Regions from separate parts of the Mus musculus genome. Here region 1 is linked to region 2. A link is a contact called in public Hi-C data. All regions are on one chromosome and are shown on one strand. Each heading gives the region's core, a stretch centred on a gene start, on an enhancer-like site or on the middle of the called end of the contact. The rest is flanking DNA. Distances are from core to core; before and after follow the strand shown. Region 1 has its middle 26 kb from the start of Dab2. Region 2 has its middle 68 kb from the start of Gm16311.

Region 1 (4,265 bases), core at 895-3,394, 120 kb before region 2:
TCCTAGAGCTATGCGCATCACAGAAATGATTTGTATAGTTCGACATCACTTTCCTTCTAACACCATTCTTCTCAGGTACAGAAAGCCACAGCCAGGAAGATGCTCCCAATAGAAGAGGTAAGAGGATTACATTTGCATTTTACATTAGAATATATCATACCTTTGATGACAGCCATAGAATTTTTATTTGAGATAAGATCTCACTACATAGCTAGCCCAGACTGGCTTCAAGCTTACCATCTTTGTGTCTCAGGTTCCCAAGGCCTGAGATATGGTTGTGGTCCTCTATGCCCTCTGCATAGATTTTTCTTTGGTATCTTTTGGTCCTTAGTGGTACATAAAAATAGTGATGTCTTTCAGAACTAAGAGAGTCTTAGACTCGGTGGACCATGGCCCATGTTAACTAAACAGATATAACATCTATACTATCTGAAGGGAACAGAATGGAACTGGAGTTCGGGGTGAGAATTGTACTAAGTGTGGAGGGCAAAAACCCTAAGAGTGATGGGTGCTTTCAACTTTTCCTTTGGCTAGGAGATAAAGGGGGGGCATTCCTGAAGGAAGGATGAGAACAGTGTAGACAATTCCTACTCTCTTTTCTAAATGAGCAAGGCAGGTTGCAGATGCCTAAGCCCCCTTGTTTTACCAGACTGACCCAGTTTATGATAAAGTTGAAATGCAAAAGCTACTTGGACCCAGTGTTTAGTTGTATTAACATGACACATCTTAACAAACCTTCAGAAACCACCATGCTAGAAGGAGGAAAAATACTGAGAAGAGAAATCCAGGACTCTTGTTTCAGGATGTGTCCCCAGTCAGTTAAGAAAACTTAGAAACTAGAAGCCCTAGATGTTCTTATAGGCCACAATGCCAAAACCAAAACCCAAACTAGTCATTGTTGGGTAAAAGCCCTGATTTTGCAAAAACCTAGTTGCAAACCAGCCAAGGCTGGTACAGTCACGTAAGGGTCAATACTCACATTTTATTTATTTGCTTTTTTTGTTTGTTTGTTTTTGGTTTTGAACTACAGAATGCTCAGTTTAAAGGAAAAGAAACTTCTGGTGGCTATTAGAGAGAGCAGGTTGTAGCAACCTTACATGCTCAACTGTATTTAAAAGTACTCCTTTTGACAATTCATGAGAAAACCCAGAGTGAGTAGCTGCAGAGAAAAGCGCATCTGTTCATAGCTTCTACAGGAGACACAGCCATGAGCAGAAAGCTCAGGCCCTAAACAGAATTTAACTGATATTCTGACTGCACGTGTTTCTCTGCTCAGACCTCTTTTATTAAGAGCTCAAACTTTAATTTGTTGTTTTTTTATGCTGAGGATTATGAATTTTAATTTTCTTAATCTAGAATTTTCTCTGGGCTTATTAAGTTCTAAGTGGACAGCCACGAGAGACTCTACTAAAAAAAAATCATAAAAACTGGAGCGTAAACAAGCAACCTGAAAAATATGGATTCTATTAATGTCTGAGCGATAATCCCTTCTAATGCAGAGTAAACTGATCTTTGAGATTAAACTGCTCAGTCCCAGGAACTGAACCAGGAGTTTCCTCCTAAGAGAAGCCCATCTAAGTACCCAGGAAAGAAATCTCTTGTTGCTTTGACCAGAGATGTGTTGTTAATATATAAACAAATTGTTAATGCGAGCTTTTTAAAATTCCTTTTGTGGTGTTGAGGATCAAGCCCAGGGCTTTGCACGTGCTAGGCATAAACGTTACCTCTGAACTTGCAGGCATTTTTCTAACGGGCTATTTTAAATCCAATGTGTGTTCTGTCTCTACTACTACCGTACTGGTGGAGCTCTCACTGTAGTGATGAGCCTTTTTTATCCTTCACCGTGAATTTTTTTTATAAGCTTTTATTTATTTTTATTTTTATTTTTGGTTTTTGGTTTTCCGAGACAGTTTCTCTGTATAGTCCTGGCTGTCCTGGAACTCACTCTGTAGACCAGGCTGGCCTCAAACTCAGAAATTGGCCTGCCTCTGCCTCCCAAGTGCTGGGATTAAAGGCATGCGCCACCACGCCCAGCTTTATAAGCTTTTATTATCAGAGAAGTTTGCTTTAAACCAGGGAGAGAAAAATAGGAAGGCTCTCATTTATAACAGGACAGCAAGAAACGGGATACATCTGGACCTTCCTCATTTCTAAGCCGCCCGGTTATACAATTGCATAAGAAATGCTGCTGATACCCACATCGGTCGGTTTAATTATGACTTTATCTTTAACACATACTGTTTGATATTTTGACTCTGGATGATGCTAAGTCCAGGTGATTCACAGCTGCCCTTTCCATCAGAATAGCACGCCAGAGAATTTCCAGACAGTTGGGTTGTTGTTTTGACCGGTTCTGGAGAGCATTGTATGAATTGATGCTTCATGCATACATCAGGAATCTACAAATGGAGTGTTGCATGCACACAGATGGGCACTGTAGCTGTTAACTAACCTATTGGTTTAGTGAAGGGTGTGTTTCATGAAGGAATGACAGAATGACATACATTATTAATGTCTTTCAAACTGTGTAGCAAAATCTTGCAGTGTTACTGTGAGTTAAACAAATTGTCATGATTTTATGGAGTCCTTTTGACACACAGAACCCATACCTCTATTGAGGCAGCATAAGAAATGTAAATTCTTACCAGAGTCCTTGGACAGCATTCTCACAAAGTATCCCTTGTTATTTTCAAGGCTTTCCATTTTTATTTATACATAGAATAATTTTTTTTTGAAAAACTATTCTCAGGAGAATTTTTTTAAAAGATATTCTGGAAATAAGACTTGCGCCTTTAAAGAAAGGTTGCAGAGTTTATGGTTACATGGAATATTTTTCTTAGAAAAGTGGGAGCTAAATTGCATAATTGTATTTTCTGGTGACAAACAGTTTCACAAACCAGCATCAGTGAGAATGCAGACGCTCCAGTTCCTTTTAATACGCATGTCCAGAGGGTTAGGAATGTAAGGGTGTATGAACCTGTGCGCACATGTGTGCGGAGGCTAGAAAACAACCTTGTTCATCCCCAGAAATAGTCAACTGTCTTTATGACAGGGTCTCTCTGGGCTGGAAGGATGGCTGAAATCTCTCATGGGCCAGAGCATACCAATTATGCCAGAGTGGCTGGCCAGGAAACTCAGGGATCCTTTCCTAAGTGCTGGGATTACAAGTGTGTGCCACGACCCTTGACAGCAGTCCATGGATGCTGGAGATCAGACTGAAGTCCCCGGTCACCTTTCCAGTATACACTGGACGCATATCCCAAAATGCTCTTCACTTGGCTTTGTTATTTAAGTTTTAATTAACGTAGCTTAAGCCTTTCGTCTTGATCCATAGAAGTATTTTGTTATTTTCAGTGACTAATAATAAGCCTTTCTTTCCCCACATGAGCTTTAGCGTTTTCTTTTTTAATTTATTCCATTTTTGATAGTGCAAACATCTCTGCGGTGGCCAATATGGGTGACAGCTTTCGTGAGCACATACCAATATGTGTATATAATAGGTTCTGCAATAGGGGTACCAAGACCAAGGATATATACGATTTAAAACATGATAGTTCTTGGCAAGTTGTCTCCCACCAAGGTAATTTTAGCTTATGTTCTTGTGTGTGTGCGTGCGTGTGTGTGTGTGTGTGTGTGTGTGTGTGTGTGTGTGTGTGCGTACACTTGTGTGCATACCAGAGAACGACCTCAGGTGTCATTTCTCAGATGATGGCCATCCTTTGGTCAACACACACTCTTGCACTGGCTCGCAGCTTGCCATACAAGGCTAGATTGCCAGGCCGTTGAGCTCTAGGGTGACCCTAGAGACAGGGGTCTGCTTGTATTCACCTCCACATTGCTGGGAGGTGTGCTCATGTGTACCCATGCCTGGCTTTTTACATTGAATGTTGAGGATAGGACCAAGGTCATCATGCTTTCAAGACAAGCGAGTTGCTGACTGAGCCGTCTCCTCAGCTCAGCCCCTGATGCAGCTGACAGTTGGATTTACAAAGGAGGACAGGCTAGAGCTAGCAGGATTTCACTGCCCCTGAGTGGTAGGGAGGGAACCCCCGAGCTTTGCACATACTAGGCAGGTGTTACACGACTAAGCCATGCCCTAGATCTTGGTAGCACACTGGTATTTCTTAAACTTAGAGATGGCATGTATAGGTTCTTATCTCTTTTTGCTTATGTTTCATTTTTGTACATAGTAGCCAGGTTTTTAATGGCTTGTCATTATTTTTTTATTAGGTATTTTCCTCATTTACATTTCCAATGCTATCCCA
Region 2 (4,367 bases), core at 700-3,199:
GCTTTATGAGGCTTTGAGATTTCAAAAAATGGGATAAGTTACCATTTAAATAATGAGTTCGGGGTAACTAACTATAAACAGTCAAATCATTTTCCATCGAAGCTCAACTTCCATCGAAGCTCCAAGCAATGTGACGAGTATGTGACATGTAGTATCATGTACAGTCTCCACAATGGTCAAGAAGGCATTTTGGCAATCCCATTTTTTCTCACTGTAGGCTAGGTACCTCTCATAAATGCAGTTTATATATAACAACACATAGTTTGGAATTCAGTCCTGTGTGGTGATGTCTAAACCTGGGCATTTAACACAATGGCTCCACGGTGTAGAAGGGACTCCCACAATAGTAGAATCCATTTCTGAGGTGACAATAGAGTAGAGAGTTCCAGGGAAATGCAGAAGGCCTAGGTAGCATTCTCTGCACTTGGCATGGTTTAGCACACCATCTTCTCAGAGGAGAGCCCAAAGCTGGCATGTTGAGTAAGAGATGGATCCGTCTGCACTGAGACACCTGAGAGAATATCATTGAGTTTAGCCACACCCATACATTTTATTTCAAAAATAATTGAATAAGTCTGTACTGGCTAGTTTTGTGCCAACTTGACACAGCTGGAGTTATCACAGAGAAAGGAGCTTCAGTTGAGGAAATGCCTCCATGAGATCCAACTGTAAGGCATTTTCTCAATTAGTGATCAAGGGGGAAAGGCCCCTTGTAGGTGGGACCATCTCTGGGCTGGTAGTCTTGGGTTCTATAAGAGAGCAGGCTGAGCAAGCCAGGGGAAGCAAGCCAGTAAAGAACATCCCTCCATGGCCTCTGCATCAGCTCCTGCTTCCTGACCTGTTTGAGTTCCAGTCCTGACTTCCTTGGTGATGAACAGCAATGTGGAAGTGTAAGCTGAATAAACCCTTTCCTCCCCAACTGCTTCTTGGTCATGATGTTTGTGCAGGAATAGAAGCCTGACTAAGACAAAGTCCAAGATCAGAGGTATCTAATTTCTCTGTTGTTATTATTGTTGTTGTTTGAGATGGGATCTCATGCAGGTCAAGCTTGCCTCAAACCATTCTATGGCTGAGGATGGCTTTGAACTCTTGGTTCTCCTGCCTCTATCTCCCAAGTGCAGGGATGACTGGCATGTGTCACCATCAATGGTGACACTTTATTTTTCATTAGAAAACATCCAGCCACACACCGAGGAGCCAGGACATCCCTGTCAGTGTGCAGGGAACATTCTAACTCTCTGAGAATAAGGCAAAAAGACACACACTATGCCACAAAGTTACCACAATCCTCAGCATGGGACTAAAAAAAAAAGTAAGAATTTAATTATTTCCCTTTTCCTTCATACTTTCTGGATGTGTACGCAGTTTACACGATCCCTTGGCTAAGATGACATAAACCTGTAAACTGGCAATGGAAGTGCACACCTGTGATTCCAGCTCCCCAAGGGACTGAGGCAAATGGACCACAGACTTGATAGCGTTTCATCTAAGAATATACGGGATACTATCACATGTTTCTATGAGGCATCAGTCTAATCTTTACCAGAGGAGAAGGCCATATTGTCTCAATCACTTCTTTTTGATGTTGTGTTCAAGGAAGTGCACGTAAGAGATGATATCGAGCAGCCCAAAAATACTTCATGAACTCCTCGTATTCTGTAGGATGTTTGCTCCCTCAGCTGACCATCTGATTGGCAGTTGGAAGGCTTGCCACCATATTCTATTGTTGTGGCTGTTTATTCTCACATTCCATTAAGCATAACCGAAGAGAGCGTTATTTAAGTGAATATAGTCATCTATTTCCACTGAACTATGGCCTTAAAGAAACACACACACACACACACACACACACACTCACACACAATCTCTCCACTTCCTTTGGGAAGACATGTGACTAACTGCTTTCTCAGCAAGCCACTTTTCCTGAATCTGAGTTATTTCCTTTCCTACAGAGAAAAGTTGCTGCCATCACTTCCACCGCTTTTGTAATGGCCTTTTGTGTGTACCGTATATTCCTTAAGAGAGGAGTTTTTTAAAAAAATGTCTCTTCCTTTTTTCTTATTTAGGCAAGAATTGTTTACTCTAAAGGAAAAAAAATGTAATGTTTTCAAAAATCTGCATTTGTGGAGATTTCTGGTACAAGAGAGTTCTCTTTAAAAGGTCCTTTAAACAAGCGTTTTAAAAATCTAAACGTAAGAGAAACACACTCTAAGCCCAACATCACCCGAGTATTCAGCAACTTCCTTATCTCCTGGGCTCTTCTTCAGCTTGATTTTTGATCAACCTTTCTCTAATGGTTAACTTTGAAGTTTGTCCGGCTGCCTTGTTATCCTGTCCTGATAGGCTTTGTACCAGGCTATCCTGATAGGCTTTGTACCAGGCTATCCTGATAGGCTTTGTACCAGGCTATCCTGATTGATAGGCTTTGTACCAGGCTATCTTGATTTTATTCCTCAGCTACCCCATCTCTCAGCTGTCTTTGTTAGGCCCTCTTTGGATCCTCTAACTGACATGTTCTTTTCTCTCTGTCATCTTTCTCCATGGGTAACTGGACAGTCCCCACATGTCCTCGCTGACCTTCCAGACTCATCTATCTGGTCACCCGCTGTTGTTCTCACATTCAGCCTGACTGGGCTGCTCTGAACTCCAGTCTCATGCCTCCTACAAAGATCTTAAATGTCCCCTAAAGTCAACGTGACCTAAGTGAAGTCAACCATTTCTGCTTTCCTCGCTTATTTCCAGACACGAACATCCAATGACAAGACATTGGGTCACCATGCCTTCATTTTCTTGTCTGACATCCCACATGTGTATTCCCCTGATCCCATTCAATTGCTCTCACCAGCTCTCTTTCTAATTATGCCTGAGTGATTATCTGGCTGCCTAGTTTCTTACCTGGGCTACGCATAGATCTAAACACAAGAGAAACACAGTCTAATCAAGCCCAACTTCACCCAAGTATTTAGCAACTTCCTTATGTCCTGGGCTCTTTTTCAGCTTGTTTTCTGATCATCCTCAATAACAAGAAAACACCCAATGTTTATTTCATCTGTTCATTCTAACCAAGAGATTATGTAGAATGTGTACAAATGCAAAAAAAAAAAAGTGACAGAAAGGGGAAATAATTAAATTTTCATGCCAGAGATTTATTATAAAACAACAAGAAAAAAGATGCTCATTGTCAGCTATTGGATGGAACTCAGGGTCCCCAATGGAGGAGCTAGAGAAAGTACCCAAGGAGCTGAAGGGGTCTGCAACCCTATAGGTGGAACAATATGAACTAACCAGTACCCCCGGAGCTCGTATCTCTGGCTGCATATGTAGCAGAAGATGGCCTAGTCAGCCATCATTGGGAAGAGAGGAGCCTTGGTCTTGCAAAGTTTATATGCCCCAGTAGAGGGGAATACCAGGGCCAAGAAGTGGGAGTGGGTGGGTAGGGGAGCAGGGTGGGAGGGGGGTATAGGGGACTTTCAGGATAGCATTTGAAATGAAAATGAAGAAAATATCTAATAAAAAGTTGAAAAAAAATAAAGAAACCACCCATGAAGTATTCATTTGACTTGAAGCCTTTGATATATCCCCATTTCAAATAAAGACTCCAAACTCCCTCATATATCCAGCTGCTGTTGCTTTGCCATGGCCCAGATTCCACATCCTTACCTACCACTGCAAAGGCACACACACTAACTTTGAGATGACCTTTGCAAGTGTTTTCTTGCACACACTGTTATTATCTCTACTTGAAATTATTCCCTTTTTTCCCCTGCCTAATAATTGCTGTTCCCCACAACCCCAAAGTTAGCTCAAATAATCCACCTGCAGCTCTGAGTTCGTGTTATCAGTTCTTGCACTAAAGCTCTCCCACTGGCCCTACCTATGCATTAGCAGTATGGGCTTTGGATTTTAAATGCTAAATAGTAAAAAGTAGTGTTTAGAAGGCAGGGGATGTCTTCTTGTTTGGCTTGTGGCAGGCCTTTGCTTGCTATTTGCTGACCACACTGAACTAATGCAAGTCTTAACCGCGGAGGAAGCGATTTCAAGTACCAGCTCTACGCGTAACGGCTACGTTTTCTCCCTTCCAAAGAACTTTATCTGCCTTCACCCTTTTCATACATAACTGGAGAGTCTTCTGAAGTTTATGATTCAGACCGGAAGCAAGGGCAGTGAATATGCAGTGCCTGAATTGAGAGTCTGAGGAGTCTGTCAAAGATGAGCTAGTAGTGAGGCATTGGCCAGCTCTTACCTGCCTTATTCTTTATACAACATTATTGAGCACAAGACAAAAGAGGTCAGGTCCAGGAGCTACAGAATACTGTGTGCACACAGTCAAAGGCAATTTCTCTCTTTCCCAGAGGGAAGAAAAATGG

The links. Hi-C and Micro-C count contacts between places; a contact is called where the count stands out from the background.
Region 1: a contact with region 2 is called in a Hi-C map of bone marrow-derived macrophages, with 29 read pairs. The contact joins two enhancer-like sites. A contact is called at or near these places in 6 of 484 Hi-C or Micro-C datasets (the AML12 cell line, bone marrow-derived macrophages, cortical neurons and 2 more), 1 of 115 datasets of contacts at active chromatin or transcription factors (extraembryonic endoderm stem cells) and 1 of 9 other capture datasets (bone marrow-derived macrophages).

The regions. Positions count from the first base shown.
Region 1 is chr15:6,358,215-6,362,479 of GRCm38.p6, reverse strand. It overlaps a transcript of Dab2 not described here. Among named protein-coding and RNA genes, the nearest start is that of Dab2, 26 kb to the left of the region's middle. Within about 2 kb of position 2,144, at least 1 of the 459 cell types and tissues checked has an H3K27ac peak or open chromatin away from gene starts, as enhancers often do. A contact at or near this core is called in bone marrow-derived macrophages, where this site is marked.
Region 2 is chr15:6,239,858-6,244,224 of GRCm38.p6, reverse strand. No RefSeq gene overlaps it. Among named protein-coding and RNA genes, the nearest start is that of Gm16311, 68 kb to the left of the region's middle. Within about 2 kb of position 1,949, at least 7 of the 459 cell types and tissues checked have an H3K27ac peak or open chromatin away from gene starts, as enhancers often do. A contact at or near this core is called in bone marrow-derived macrophages, where this site is marked.